Linked DNA regions of Sus scrofa: region 1 is linked to region 2. Evidence: chromatin contacts called from public Hi-C data. All regions are on one chromosome and are shown on one strand. The core of a region is the stretch at or near the end of the contact, and the rest is flanking DNA. Distances in the headings are between cores, read along the strand shown. Region 1 has its middle 19 kb from the start of CLEC17A. Region 2 holds the start of ADGRE3 (adhesion G protein-coupled receptor E3).

Evidence for each region. A called contact is a pair of places that touch in the nucleus more often than the background predicts.
Region 1: a Hi-C map of blood shows a contact between it and region 2, with 5 times the contacts expected there. The contact joins the enhancer-like site here to the promoter of ADGRE3 in region 2. A contact is called at or near these places in 1 of 5 promoter capture datasets (liver), 18 of 47 Hi-C or Micro-C datasets (alveolar macrophages, blood, embryonic fibroblasts and 7 more) and 1 of 2 datasets of contacts at active chromatin or transcription factors (alveolar macrophages).

The regions. Positions count from the first base shown.
Region 1 is chr2:64,685,974-64,688,673 of Sscrofa11.1, forward strand. No RefSeq gene overlaps it. Among named protein-coding and RNA genes, the nearest start is that of CLEC17A, 19 kb to the right of the region's middle. Within about 2 kb of position 1,373, at least 4 of the 83 cell types and tissues checked have an H3K27ac peak or open chromatin away from gene starts, as enhancers often do. A contact at or near this core is called in alveolar macrophages, where this site is marked.
Region 2 is chr2:64,621,858-64,624,557 of Sscrofa11.1, forward strand. ADGRE3 (adhesion G protein-coupled receptor E3) reads left to right here and starts at 1,389. Exons shown (of 17, transcript XM_021083689.1): 1 at 1,389-1,526. The coding sequence starts at 1,502.

The sequences.
Region 1 (2,700 bases), core at 123-2,622, 64 kb after region 2:
GTGTACACCAAGTTCAGGCTTTAGTTGAGGGGTGTTCTAGGAAGCATTTAGCTCTTCTCACCTGCCCTCTGCCAAATAAAGTGGACTCCAGTGGCAGCTGCTAATGATCAGAAATCACTGAAAATGTGAGGATCAAGGAGAGAAGCAGGGCACGATCACAGCTGATACACACAATATTCCATCCTTGACCCAAGAGACGTTCTAAGAATTTGGCAAAGTTCATGAACCATCTAAATGTTTACGGTTTGCATAAGCATTTCTTCTTCCCCATCTCTAATAATAATAACTCCTGCTTTCTTATTATTTAAGCTGAAACCTTGGAATGATTCTTTAGTCTCCTCTTTCTCTCACACCCAACATTCCATTCATCAGCAAATCCCATTAGGTATATCTTCAAAATAGATTCAGGATTCTGCCTGCCTTCACAATTAGCTCCCTGGTCCCCAGCATCACTCACCTGCATTACTGTGATAGCCAGGAGAGCCACACAGATTATTATCGACAGATCCAGAACCCAGCTCCTGGTTTCCTATCTCAGCCCAGGTTGTCTGCTCTACCACATCATGTTGTTCCTTTCATATAACTGCCAGCCAAGGCAAGAGTTACAAGGTTGGAATTTCCAGGTATAATTCAGGTTTATAGACAGTCTATTTTTTTTTGTCTTTTTGTCTCTTTAGGGGTCACACCCGTGGCCGATGGAGGTTCCCAGGCTAGGGGTCCAATCAGAGCTGTAGCTGCCAGCCAAGCCACAGCCACAGCAACGTGGGATCTGAGCAGAGTCTGCGACCTACACTACAGCTCACGGCAACACTGGATCCTTAACCCATTGAGCAAGGCCAGGGACTGAACCCACGTCCTCATGGATACTAGTTGGGTTCATTAACCGCTGAGCCACAACGGGAACTCCTAGAGACTGTCTTTTGAAAGGCAGCAGGTGCTACAGAGAGAAATCAACCATTGGAGGCACAGAGTCAGTCCAAATACATCTCTACCACTTATCCACTAAATGACAATGAAGAAGCTATGAAACCCCTCTGGGCCTCAGTTTTGCCAGCTATAAAATGAGGTTAGTCATTGTTTCAACCTCACAGAATCATTGTGAAGATTAAATGAGAGCTAATGCATCTATCTAGTGCATGATGTATGCTTGATAAACCATGGCTTTTTTTTTAAACCACCAAGAATGCCCAACTTTTGGTTCCTGAACCCAAACCAGTAAAGAGGACCTCTTTCATGTTTTCCTCTCTACCTGAAATCAGACAAGTGTGAGAGGTGTGGAAAGGAGGTAGGTTTGGACCAGCTCCACTGTAGACCACCCCCTCACCCCGGCTCAGAATGACTCAGAATTGTAACCACAGCCCCCTGCTTCCCCATTTCTCAACATGCATACTGAGGGAAACTGAAATTTCCTCTTCTGAGATGGGGGAACTTCCCCTGACCCTAGATAAACAGTTTCTTGGGCCAATGGTCCCCTGAGTGGAGGGCTTAGAACAGGATTCCCTGCGCCACTCTGCAGTCTATGTAATGTATGGAAGATTAGTTTTGATACTGATGAGTTCAGGGCAGGTGTGGAAATGGGAAGAGACAAGTACAGAGGGGACAAGAAGTGGAGTGAATTTCAATCCCCCTCTCCCACTGCATCCCTTGCTCAGAGGCTCCTTGCATTAATCACCTGTTCTCAGTCCAAATAGGAATAATCAAGGGCCCTTGGGTTTGGGAGGGGTGTTTTGTTTTTTTTGTTTTGTTTTGTTTTTTGGTCCTTTTTTTTTTTTTTGCCGTTTCTAGGGCTGCTCCCACGGCATATGGAGATTCCCAGTTTAGGGGTCTAATTGGAGCTGCAGCCACTGACCTACACCAGAGCCACAGCAACACGGGATCCAAGCCGCATCTGCAACCTACACCACAGCTCACAGCAACACCGGATCCTTAACCCACTGAGCAAGGCCAGGGATCGAACTCGCAACCTCATGGTTCCTAGTCGGATTCGTTAACCACTGAGCCATAACAGGAACTCCTGTTTTTGCTTTTTGAGGGCCACACCTGCGACATATGGAGGTGCCCAGGCTAGGGGTCAAATCAGAGATGTAGCTGCCAGCCTACACCACAACTATAGCAACAGGATCCAAGCCATGTCTGCAACCTACACCACAGCTCATGGCAACACCAGATCCTTAACCCACTGAGCAAGGCCAGGGATTGAACCTGTGTACTCATGTGTGCTAGTCAAATTCATTAACCACTGAGCCATGACAGGAATTCCAGGGAGGGGTGTTTTTTGGCTGCACCTACAGCATGCAGAAGTTACCGAGGATCAAACCTATATCACAGCAGCAACCCAAAGCTGAAGCAGTGACAACAGTGGATCCATATCCACTAAGCCGCCAGGGAACCCCATCAAAGGCATTAGTTGACCAATGAACTCACTGGTTGTACCCATCCCTGGATTGCTATGTTGAGTTCTTCTCAGCTAGGGGTAGCACCAGCCCTCTGGGGGGGTATTTCTGATTGGCACAATGACTTGAGAGGATCACCTCTGGCATTTAGTGGGTGTTACAGGCTGACTTGTGCCCCCCCAACCACATGTTGAAGACCTAACTTCTAGCACCTCAAATGTGAAAATTTTGGAGATAAAGTCTTCAAAGAGGTAATTAAATGAAGTCATTGGGGTGCCCTCTAATCTAATATGACTGGTGTCCGTAA
Region 2 (2,700 bases), core at 139-2,638:
CTTCACTACCATCATAATCCTCACCACTGGAACTGCTCTAGCTAAGAATAAAACAACCTTCTTACAGCTCTTTCTTGTGATTTTTCTTTTTTTTTTTTTTTTTTTTTTGTCTTTTCTAGGGCCACACCTGCAGCATATGGAAGTTTCCAGGCTAGGGGTCTAATCGGAGCTGTAGCCACCAGCCTTCACCAGAGCCACAGCAATGTGGGATCCGAGCCGTGTCTGCAACCTACACAACAGCTGATGGCAATGCTGGATCCTTAGCCCACCGAGAGAGGCCAGGAATCGAACCCACAACCTCATAGTTCCTAGTCGGATTCGTTAACCTCTGAGCCACAACGGTTTAACTCTCTTGTGAATATTTTCAGTCTTAATCCAGTTTGGTCTCTTTCCTTGATCCTCCATGACATCATATTCTACTTATTTTCTCCATCTGTCTGTCCACTCTTGCCCTGTATCCTCTATTAGCTGCTCCTCCACTTCTTGATTTTTAAGTTACTTACTCAGCACTCTATTCCCAGTCTACAATCTCTCCCTAAATGATTTAATCCATTGCCATGGCTATAATTACCGTCTATGGGCAGGGTCTGCGTGGGGGAACCCTCTCTTTTGTTGATTAAATATACAACTTACATTGAAATCACAACACCTCAAAGTCAATTTATCCAAACCTTAATTCTGTCTCTCTCCAAAAACCTGATTTTCCTCCAAAGTTCCCTTTCTCTGAAGTTCTATGTAGGAAAAAAAGTGTAAATTTTGTTCACTGATGTATCCCTAGAAGGTAGCATAGATCCTGCCACTGTGGCAGGATTTATTATTTATTATTACTATTATTTATTATGTTATTAATATTTAATAAATATTAAAAATTGGTTATTAATAATAAATATTTGTTGAAAGAAGGAATGATTTAGAGGCCTTTTCTCCTAAATCCTGAAATTGGTCTAGCTAGCCCCAAATAACCAAATAATACATCACCTTCTATGAGACTTTGAGACTCCAGTCAGATCTGGTCAGTGCCACATTCTGGGGGAAAGGAGATCCCAAGACTTGTAAAAAGTGACACTTCCAGAAACTTTTGATATCAGTAGAGATACTCTAAATCCTGGCTTACCCAGCTCAAAACCACAGGGTTATTTAAGGTTTATTTTGGCCCACAGTCACTTCCTGCTCTTCGGACAATTTTCTGTAGGTAAAGGACATTCTTTTCCTAGGATCCATTGCTTCTGTAAGCTCAAAGGCAAGCAACAATAACTAGGAAAACCTACTATAAAGGAAGCATATGAAAATAAGAAAAGTTACAGAAAACAAACAAATGAAAAGCAGAACCATGGTCTGATGGTGAAAGACAAAGAAGTTCACTTTTCTGATAGCAGTTTCCTAGGTCAGCTGACATATGTACCAATTCTCGTGAGATTCCCTTAAGATAGGAAACGTGGTTAGGAAGGAGCACATCAGGGAGCTTTGAGAACTGGCTGGTGAGGATTGCGTGCACCCAGGAATGCGAGGGTCATTGCTTCTTCCAGGTATGTGTAACCTTGACAATGACTGTGCCTTAACCTACCCCATATCAGAAACTACTTGGTTCAACAATTATTCTCTTTTCCTTATCTTCTTATTTATGCTCTGATTTGAACACACACTTTTTCCCCTTGCATGACTGTTTACTCCCTCGCCACCATATTCAAACTACACTCTTAGATATCCCTAAAATTTTCCTTATGAATTTTCCAGTTCAATGAGTTGTTCATCTTGCTCTTCACAGGTTTTGTTTTCTAATCAATATCCTCTCCTGCTTGATAACCTCTGAGACCTAGTACTGCCCTGACGACTTTCTCTCTGCCTTTCTTGCTATTCTTTCTTCCCCTCCTTTTTCCCTTTCCTGAGTGTTAATAACCAACATTTTGGAGCACTCACTATGAACTTTGTGTATTAGCCCATGTAATCCTCATAAAAGGCTCATGATGTGGATATTAATATTATTCCCACCCTACAGATAAGAAAACTGGGGCACAGAGTGGTAATGTTCCTTGTCCAAGGTCACCTAGCTTTTAAAAGGCAGAGCCAGAATTTGAACCCAAGCTCCCTGGCTCCAGATCTTTGTTAATATGTCTTTGTTTTTACTTCTCTTTTCTACTTCTCCCTTGAGGAATCTCAAGCTCCCACGGCTTCAACCACCACCTCTGTGCAGATGGTCCTCCAGCTTTGAAATCTTTTCCATGCTCTAGCTCCAGATCAAATAACAATATTAGACATTGCAGTATCAACAATAGTTAACACATATTGAGCACCTACTTTAGCATGGTATCAGGGTAAGACTGCTTCTACATTCATTATTGTACACTGCAGATGCAAAATGGCATCACAGAGAGGTTGCTCAAAATCTCAGAATTATTTAGTTGCAGAGGCAGGTAATAAAGTCTATCAAAATAATATAAATTACTTGAAGGCAATGCCAGGTCCCCTCACCTTTGCAGCTCCTTCCACATCTTACGTTTGAGAGGTATCCAATATATATCTGTGGAATTAAATTTAAGTGAGAGAATGTGTAACTTTTTTGTAGATCAATTGTACTTCAGTAAAGCTAAAAAATTCTGTTTTATTTTTATGTTTATTTTTATAATGATTTTTATTTTTTTCATTATAGCTAGTTTACGGCATTCTCTCAATTTTCTACTGTACAGCATGGTGACCCAGTTA